Regions from separate parts of the Mus musculus genome. Here region 1 is linked to region 2. Evidence: chromatin contacts called from public promoter capture Hi-C data. All regions are on one chromosome and are shown on one strand. The core of a region is the stretch at or near the end of the contact, and the rest is flanking DNA. Distances in the headings are between cores, read along the strand shown. Region 1 overlaps Atl1 (atlastin GTPase 1). Region 2 overlaps Cdkl1 (cyclin-dependent kinase-like 1 (CDC2-related kinase)).

Evidence for each region. Capture Hi-C pulls out chosen DNA fragments and counts their contacts.
Region 1: a contact with region 2 is called in a promoter capture Hi-C map of adipose tissue. The contact joins two enhancer-like sites. A contact is called at or near these places in 2 of 39 promoter capture datasets (the HPC-7 cell line and hematopoietic stem and progenitor cells), 3 of 15 datasets of contacts at CTCF or cohesin (the G1E-ER4 cell line and embryonic stem cells), 6 of 484 Hi-C or Micro-C datasets (all in embryonic stem cells), 5 of 115 datasets of contacts at active chromatin or transcription factors (embryonic stem cells, epiblast stem cells, extraembryonic endoderm stem cells and 1 more) and 4 of 9 other capture datasets (adipose tissue, embryonic stem cells, liver and 1 more).

Annotation. Positions count from the first base shown.
Region 1 is chr12:69,940,313-69,945,566 of GRCm38.p6, reverse strand. The region is part of intron 7 of Atl1 (atlastin GTPase 1); the gene reads right to left. Among named protein-coding and RNA genes, the nearest start is that of Gm52003, 30 kb to the left of the region's middle. Within about 2 kb of position 3,411, at least 8 of the 459 cell types and tissues checked have an H3K27ac peak or open chromatin away from gene starts, as enhancers often do. A contact at or near this core is called in adipose tissue and liver, where this site is marked.
Region 2 is chr12:69,754,986-69,759,520 of GRCm38.p6, reverse strand. It overlaps Cdkl1 (cyclin-dependent kinase-like 1 (CDC2-related kinase)), which reads left to right. Exons shown (of 10, transcript NM_183294.2): 5 at 2,223-2,313; 6 at 2,875-3,075. Among named protein-coding and RNA genes, the nearest start is that of Mir681, 6.7 kb to the left of the region's middle. RefSeq lists an enhancer at 259-2,112. Within about 2 kb of position 1,565, at least 121 of the 459 cell types and tissues checked have an H3K27ac peak or open chromatin away from gene starts, as enhancers often do. A contact at or near this core is called in adipose tissue and liver, where this site is marked.

The sequences.
Region 1 (5,254 bases), core at 2,162-4,661, 180 kb before region 2:
TAGTGATCAAACAAGGGTGGGAGGGCCCATTGTGGGTGGTACCATTCCTGGGCTGGTAGTCTTGGGTTCTATAAGAAAGCAAGTTGAGCAAGGCAGGGAAAGCAAGCCAGTAAGTAACATCCCTCCATGGCCTCTGCATCAGCTCCTGCCTCTAAATTCCTACCTGTGTGAGTTCCTGTCCTGACTTCCTTTGGTGATGAACAGCAATGTGGAAGTGTAAGCTGAATAAACCCTTTCCTCCCCTACTTGCTTCTTGGTCATGACGATTTGTACAAGAATAGAAACCCTGACTAAGACACTCTATCAGTTTTTATCTTTTTGTTTTCTTCTTAAGTTTCTTTTTGAACTTTTTTGTGTATGTGTGTCTATGTGTATGTATGCATATGTGTGTAGAGATCAGAGGACAACTGGTGGCAGTTGGTTCTTTCTTCCTACCATCTGAGTTCTAGAGACTAAACTCAGGTAATAAGCCTTAGCAGCAAGCACCCCTACCCTTGAACCACCTTGCTAGCCCTCTACCAGCTTTTTCCTAAATTGAATTATTATTTTTATAGAAATGGTAACATTCATTTTCTTATCACAAAAGTACAAAGTCCAGAGAAGAAAATTTAAAATGCATTTCAAATCTCAAAAGCAACCAGAGCTAACACTTGGTAAACAGTTTATGTACAAGAGTAGGGCAAGGGGAAAAGAAAGACAAGTCGATGTTTTTTAAAGAGAATATCTTAATGATACAATCAAAGTGAAAACATTATAATGAAATATAATTGGAATTAAATATCCACAGACTTAGGATGGCAGTTAAGATAGTAATGAGTTTCAAGTAACACTAGAAGTTCACAAGTTGTATGCTCACTTTAAAATCTTCTGTGTTAAAATATGTTGGGCTGGTGAGATGGCTCAGTGGGTAAGAGCACCCGACTGCTCTTCCGAAGGTCCAAAGTTCAAATCCCAGCAACCACATGGTGGCTCACAACCATCCATAATGAGATCTGACTCCCTCTTCTGGAGTGTGTGAAGACAGCTACAGTGTACTTACATATAATAAAAATAAATCTTAAAAAAATATATGTTCTATACAGAAAATCGCATATAATGACATGGCTTAACATATGTCTGCTGCTCCAGGAGCCCCAACCCCTATCATTCATAGTCACCACTGCATAACACTGCATTCCGTGAGTAATGTTCGTCCTGCTACAGATGAGCAAAGTTGATGGTAAGCCTAGGCACCTGCTTTTAAGGATATGTTTGACTCTTTACTTCTTAGCCTTCTCAGACTTCCTCTTATCTCTCCTTCTGTCTCCTATTTATTTCTTAAGTAATTTGATATAATAATAAAAGAAGTTGAGTATAAATGATTGAAGTACAATGAACATGGGTAGCTCTATCAATGTTATCAGTATATGGAATATGTCAATACATGTGTTGATGTCCATATAAAATACTTAAAATGATTCTAATGATCTGGAAAGCTAATGCTAAATTTATGTGCACATCCATTATAAAATATGTGAAATTAATCATATCCTCAGAAGGAAAAACTGATTTAGAATCATTGGTCAACATGGTTGAATTAGGGAAAACCTGGAAGAAGCCGAGGAGGAGGGCAACCATGTAGGAGGACCAGCAGTCCCAACTAACCTGGACCCCCGATATCTCTCAGACACTGGACCATCAACCAGGCACCATATACCAGCTGATATGAGGCCCCCAACACATATACAGCAGAGGGCTGCCGGGTCCGGGTTCAGTCAGAGATGATGCACCTAGCCCTCAAGAGACTGTAGGCTCCAGGGAGTTTAGAGATCTGGTAGGGTGGGGGTGGGTGGTGGGAACATCCTCGTGGAGACAGGGGGTGGGAAGAAGGTATGGGATGTGGAACATTGGAGGGTGGATGGAGGTGGGGGGAATAAAATCTGGAGTGTAAATAAATAAAGATTAAATGAAAAAATCTGAACTAGTCTTTAATGTGTTTAATCAATCAATTTCAGTTTTAACTTCTGTTCCAAGTAGAGAAAAAGACTAGAAAGGACCATATATACAACAGCTTGCTCCCATCAACAGCTGGTGATAGCCAGCCCATAAGCAAGACTCATTCTGTGGGAAACAAACTGATGACCTTGTTTTGTGGGTTACAAAGCCAAGAATGGGTAGTGTTGGTCTTACAGGGTGCGTTCTGTTGAAGCATGCTGTGTGGTTCAAGGGTGAAGAACAGGCTGACCCCAGCCACCATGAGTTCCCTGAACCTGACTTGATGCATGATGAAGGCTCTCAATGCTTTTCAATGCTTTTCTCTCTCTCTCTCTCTCTCTCTCTCTCTCTCTCTCTCTCTCTCTCTCTCTCTCTCTCTCTCTCTCTCTCTCTCATGTTGTTGTTTTTTAAAGACAGGATCTCACTATCTCACTATGTAGCCTTGGCTGGCTTAGAACACAATATGTAGACCAGGTGGCTTTGAATTCATAGAGACCTGCCTGCCTCTGCCCCCTAAAGCCTGCAGCTTTTAAAGACATTTCCACACCACACCTGGCCTAATCATTTTTTCCACCTGAGGGTTTAACTAGTAGACTAGTTGGAAAGGAGACAGTGCATATCTACTAAAATACTGAAGAAGTCTACAGCCCATTTCTGTCTTTTGGAACTACATAAAATTTCTTAAAACTCAGCTATGAACCAAGGTTTAAATTCAACTTCCACAGCCTCTGAGCCAGCTGTTTTAAGTAGACTTGGGTAGTGTGGTCACTCCTTTGTTATGAGGCCCTTCAAGAGAGGAGCTTCCTCAGAGGTTATTGGAAAGAAGGAACTCCACAGAGAGCATGTCTGCTGGAGAGAAACTGAGCAGAGAGAATACAGGATGGAGCGTTCTAGACAGCAAGATGAACTGAGGGGCAGCACTCTAGAGTCAGTGAATTTCAGACTCAGATTCTGTACTCAGTAGATTTCCTTATATGAAAATTATGTGCAAATCTTAATGTATGTTCCATGACCATTAGTGGACAATGTTGACTATTAGTCATTGTTTGTGAGAGGGTAAAAAGAGCAAATTACAAAGCTGCTGTCCTTCAGACCTACAGGTTAACTAATAAGGTGGGATATAGTCACTAAAATACAAGATCACAAATTATAGTTTAGTAAGCGCTAGGGATAAAGAACAGAAAGAGAAGATGGTGGCTGGATTCAAGGCCTCAGACCCGTGACCTAGTCAGAGATTAGCTCTGTGCTATCATGGTATATATAAGCAGTCTTAAGCTTATAAAGTACTCTGATTAGCCACTTCCTCCTTGGATAAAATGAGAAAGAAATTGAGAAGTAACAGCACTACCAGTGAACACTGGTCTGTATAATGTACAAAACATGGTTTGCACTGGGCCTGGCACAGAAGGAGCACTGGCTCAGTTGTCATCTTTGTCTAGCAGTTACATCCCATAACCTAAATGTGGAAACCAAGAGAACTTTGACCTGAACCTTGACCTAACTCTGTGTTTCCAGATATGTAACACGAATTTCATGAAACTCTGGGGTCACCTCTGCTCTCTTGACAGAACATAGGGAGGGTCCCAGGCAGCTGTCCTTCCCTGTGGTCCCATCACACACCAATCCCTCCCCACCCCTAGTGGGCAGACAGTAGCCTCTCTTTTCTCAGAGAGGTCATGTACTTCTCTGGTATTATTTGGCAGCTCCAATCAGTATAGATTTTTGCCCAAGAATGTTTTGTACCAAAGTGGCTTGCAAAATTCCTTGGCAGTGATTCAAACCATCTGACTGTGCCATGTACATTGTTTCCTTACTACACCATGTACATTGTTTACTTACTACACCATGTACATTGTTTCCTTACTACACCATGTACATTGTTTCCTTACTACACCATGTACATTGTTTCCTTACTACACCATGCACATTGTTTCCTTACTACACCACACACACAGCAACTTCCAGCTTCAATGAGTCCTGAGACTGATTAGATCGTGACTATGTCTCCACTCACATGAGTGTGAAAAAAACGTTTCTCTTATCTCCCAGAGGAGATTAAGTCCTGCTCTGAAGTTGAAATGGTGGGATTTGAGAATATGAAAATGGTTAATAAGGGCACTGTGGGAGGGCCAGGAAGCACCTTGGGAAGAGGACTTTCTTCCCTAGTGTGTGTAAGGTCCTGGATTCAATTTATAAAAGAGAGAGAGAACGCTGGAAAAGACTAGGAAGAAGTAACTGGGAAAATAAAGAACTAACACTGAGATGAGCAGTAAGAGACTGAATGTCAGCAGCCCTCAGCTACACATCTGAGAAAGAGTCAAGGCCTCCGAGAGTGAGTGATGCTCATGCCCGGGAAAGCTTTTCCTTTTTAAGGACTTAATGCCTCTAATTTTCTAATTAGAGCATCTAATTTGCTGTAGGCGCTGTCTGCTGGGTATGTACAGTGCCAGCACTTCCCACCTGTCTCGGGTCACCAGGCTCAGAAAGGCCTAGAAGTCAGCAGGTATACTTAGAGGTCTGGCCTAAAGAGATCAGGGTTCAGAAATACCATGGCCACTCTTTAAGTTTATGACAGCTATATAAGCTTTTTTTAGACTGGCTACTAAACACATCTGCCATACGGACATGCATCAGCATATACAATATTGACCCAAGTAAATCTTGAGACTGTTAATCAGTTGCGGAATATGTCTACTTTGCAACCTACATAATTAGAGGGTATAAACTGGCTAAATAGTAAGCTCTGGGACTGTGATAGCCAAGGAGAGCATTTAATGGTAGAACAGAGGGCATCTTGGAGCCCATATTCCAGTTGAAGAGAGGATCTTCTCAGCGTGGACCCAATGATAAACACTGTTATTGCCATCTGAGAGCTCTGTGAGAGTCACAAGAAACCAGTGCTTACATTTGCCTGAGAACATTAGTAAAATTCAGAATTGTTTGAAGTTGGATTTAGAATGAACTTTAAATAACATTTGATAATCTGAAAAATACCTCCAATTAGTCACACAGACCCAGATCCAAGGATTTGTTCACCCAGTGCAGACCAGTGTGGAGCCAGGCATGGTTCATGGAAGCTCAAATGATCAAGGAAGCAACATTCACAGCCATCAACAGCAATAACTCACCCCTCACATGTGACCAGAGATTTTTCACCAGGGCCTCAGGAATCAGACATTGGTTTTGATCAAAAGAAAGCTTTCAACTGCACCTTTTAAAGCTACAGTTAATGTAAAGAACCTTGTTATTTATGGGACAGATACCATCAAATGGCTCCTGC
Region 2 (4,535 bases), core at 316-2,815:
GCCCCCTTTCTACACATGGAAGCCAGCTTCCTGGGCTGGCTCCCAGTTGTGTGGTCAAGTACTCAGAATGAATGAGCCCTTGAGTTTGATTCCCAGTACTGCGATCAATCAACCAACCAATTAATCAATATAGCAGAAAAGAAAAAGGTGTGTGTGTGGGGGGGTGGAATCAGAGTCCAACCACTAAAAACACTCAAAATCCCAGAAGGGAATTTTAGAGTTTCACTGGACTCCAGTTATTGGTCACCCAGGCCCGAGGGGTTAAATCCCCTCTGAGCTTGCCCCAAGTAAGTTTTCCTGAAGCTGCTTACAAGGAGAAAACACGGGAACAGTCATTATTTTGGCTTTCATTATCGGAAGCCTAGAATCCTTATCAGAGCTGGAGTGTCGCTCCATGGTTAGACCTCTTGCCTTGCCTGCATGAAGCCTTGGGTTTGACTCCTTACAGTGAAAACAGTCATTTTAAGGCAGGACGAGTGGATGCTAGACGCTTTGATCGGTGATTAGCACTTTCCCAACAAACAAGTTTCAGCATAAGGGTGGCAGGACAGATAGTGGGGCTGGAGGATACAGAGGGAAGGGGAGAGGAGGGGGCAGAAAGAACGAGAAAGCTCGCCAGCCAGCCCTGGTGGGGGAGATCTGAGGAAAGTGAAGATAAATACAGTGCATACCACAGCTCTCTGGAGAGCCGCAGACGCTGCTGGGCTCCACGTGCTGGGGGGGGGGGGGGCTGATGGGGGGAGGGTGCTGAGCTTGGAAAGAATTCCCAAACAAAGGGGGGGGGGGTGGAGCACATTCTTGTTTCTGAGTCCTTCTGCCCATATGTCATCACGACATTCATGGAAGGACCTATTTATAGCAAAATGCAAAATGGCTGGTGAAAGACTTCAGAGCCCAGGGCCATCGATTACTGAGAACCAGATAGGTAGGTTATAAGGTAATTTATCCACCCCACCCCGCCTCCATTTTTTTTTTCCAGAATAATAATGCTGATGGGAAACACTAACGTTGCTCTCTCGCCCTAAAAGTCCCTTGGAGTGGGAATTGCTGCGCCCACGAAGAGCCTCTGTCCTCTTTCCGGATTCTGGGGTCAAGGAACCCTCAAGAGTTGCAGGCTCCAGGCCAACAGTCACTGGGGCGGCAGAAAGACCCAGCGTTTCCCAGCAGAGAGGAAAACCCTTGGGAAAAGGGAGGGGTCACAAAGAACCCGGAGTAATATTTTGTCCCAACTCAATTTTAAATGTTAACCGTTGATTAAAAGTTGTTGACTTAAGAGATTTTATTTATTTATTTATTTATTTATTTATCTGTCTATCTATCAAAGACATTGTCATTTAATAAGAAAGTCCCGTGGGAGTCCTCAAGCGCTCCTCTTGGTAGTGGCTTCACCCTCTTAAAGAATGTAGCTTGATACCAGCGGGTGAGGCAGGATGCAAGAGTCTCCCGCTGGGCTCCTCTGTGCTGTGGGACAGAGCTGACACCTAGCGACCACGACGCACCCCGGACGGCGAGGCCGCAGCCAGCTCTTGTTTATCTTGTCAGGACAAATGTCAGAGCTGGAAGGGCGATCTTTTGGCAGGCACACGAGCTTCCAGCCCTCTCTCTCCCAGCTTATCTCAGCAGGCCCAGGGCTTGTCTTGTTTACCGAGCGAGCAAGCCGCCTTCCAGTGAACCGGGCTTCTGCTCCAATCTGTCTGTCGTTCTTGCCACAGGCTGAAGCCTCAAAGCCTTTCGGTCCTTTCCCCCTTCATAGACAGCAGGCAGGTTAGGGGTGATGCCTAGTTAAATATAAAGTTCCTTTTTCTAATGCAGACTGTTTGAGATATACTTAACATTTTAGTTGGGTTGGAGGTGGAGGTCAGGTGGCGTGCTCGGCTAAGGTTCTGGACTGATGCCCAGCACTGAAAAAAAAAGTCGTTTATCTGAAATCCAAACGTAACTAGGTATCTCACGTGTTTTTATTTGCTGAGTCTGGCTCTTGACAGTCATTTTTCCTATCACACTTCTTGGTTTTTGTGGCCACTCAAGAATTTGAAATGATTCTGTCTGTAGGTATGGAACTAGGTTTATTTTAGTCTGCTGTTTTAGTATCCAACAGGTCAATGGCAGATTAAACTGATATATCCAATATCTGCTAAATATTCCAGCCCTTTACTCGTGGCAGATATTAGAGTTGCACCTTCATGACATTTTGTTTTGTTTGTTTGTTTGTTTCTAACCAGTGCATACACAGAGACGTGAAGCCGGAAAATATTCTCATCACCAAACAGTCAGCCATTAAGCTCTGTGACTTTGGGTTCGCACGGCTTCTCAGTGAGTACCCACGGCTTCTTCAATGTAAAAGGAACATTCTTGCTGGGACAGCTGGTTTCCATACTACAGAAAGCTGGTTCTTGTATTCTGCCCCGGGAATAATCTTGCAACAAATTACGGTTCCTGCCAAATCTTGTAATGAAATATAACTTGAAAAATGTATAAATACACAACAATTTAGATATGTATGCTATATGTAAATTGTAGCACAAAAGTTATTATAAAGCCTGCTAATCTCCTGCCTTCTCCAACCCCCCAAACAATACTTACCAGAATTAATACTTCAGATGAATGCCTTTTAATCTTGGCTATAGATTAACACCCAAGGAACTTTTAAAAAGTATGCGGGTAGCCTTGGGCCCTCTCCAAGTGTTCGGATTAATTGGGCCGGGAGGAAGCCCAAGTATCAGTAATTTAAAACATCCTACAGCCAAGTGATGACAACCAGCAGCTAGCACTGAGAATGGTGATTCGGAAAAGCTTCATTTCTTAGGTTTTTCCCTGCTCAGTTTTGACTCCGGGCTTCCACTGATCTGTTTTCCACGTTTCTGCACCGGCCAGCTGGACCAGGTGACTACTACACGGACTACGTGGCCACCCGGTGGTACCGCTCACCCGAGCTGCTAGTGGGAGACACGCAGTATGGTCCCCCTGTAGATGTCTGGGCAATTGGCTGTGTGTTTGCTGAGTTACTGTCCGGAGTGCCTCTATGGCCAGGAAAATCTGACGTGGATCAGCTCTACCTGATAAGGAAAACCCTGGGTAAGTGGTTTCCGCTGACTTTGAGAGAACCTGCTCGCTTCTCCCACACCCCCTGCTTACCTGACACCTTTAGGAAACAGACATTTCTCAGCCTCGCTGAAATGGCTCCATTAAAAGTGTCTATGGTTTGTTCAAATGACAAGACTTAATGATTACTGGGAATTTACTAATTGTCCAGGATATATAGACTAATCTCTTAAGCTTAGGTCAGATCCTCTTAACTTCTAAATGTGTTAAGCCTGGCAACAGAACTACTGCAAGGACTTAGCTGGTCACAGGCGGCTTCCATGTTACAAGCTGAACATCCCTCATCCAGACGGCTTGGGACTCTAGTGTTTGTGACATTAGAGGTTTCAATGTGGTATGTAAGGGAAGGGACCCGAGTCTAAACAGAAAATTCATTTATGTTTCATTTCATTTCTTCCCATATCCTAAAGGCTGGTTATATGATCGTTCTAGCGTGCCCGCATTTGACCATGACACTTGGAGTCGAGTGTAGCATCTCCTACTTGTAGGATCATGTTGGCACTCAGTCTCAGAATTTTTAATGAGGGATGCTAAGCCTGCATTAGGATGAGGTGATTCATCCAGATGTCCTTACTGCAGCCTGCCTGACAAGTTTTGGATTATTCAGATTACCGTAGAGGAAGAACCTCAGCCTTCTAAGTGTCGAGAAGAAAGTCTTGTTCACCGTGCCCCCCTCCTACAATTAAGGGCAATGGGAAGGACAGAAGAGAAAAGGGAGGAGGGTACAGTAAAAGAGATCCATAACTAGTGGTTGCTGTTTTCAGAATCCAGGAGTTAGATTCTACTCTGCTAAGGAACGCCATTTAAAGCACTCTTTCTCTGCTCCATAACTCTTGTATTACCAGCAATCACCATAGAGCTTTGTCTTCCCAAAGTACTGAAGGCCACCTGAGGGTGAGACTGTATTTCCATTTGTTTGTTTGTTGAGACAGGGTTTCTCTGTGTAGCCCTGGATGTCCTGGAACTCCTTCTGTAGACTAGGCTGGTCTTGAACTCAAATTCCACCTGCCTCTGCCTCCCGAGTGCTGGAATTAAAGGTGTGCGTCACCAGGGTCCGGTGGTGTTTCCTGTTTTTATCGTCTCCACCAATGTCTTGCACATTGGAGCCTCCTTGGAGCTCACGCAGGGTCACTCAGCCTTCCTTGGCTGTTCCGTCCAGTGGCTTTAGGGCACTCTCCTGCCGCTCCAGCCCTAGTGGGGAGGCTTTGACAGCTCGGGGACATATGTCTCTACTGTGTGTGTGTATCTGTAATTCATTTTTAAAGCTAGGGGCTAAGGGGCTTCATTACAGTGTTTTCAGACATAGGAATCAACACCCTAGAGGCTGTGTTTTTGCTTGCTTATCCAAACTAGAGCAAGGTTCTGGATTTGAGTGAGAGGTAAAGTTCTGAACCGAGTAGCACTGGTCACTCAAGACGATCTAGTCAGAGGCT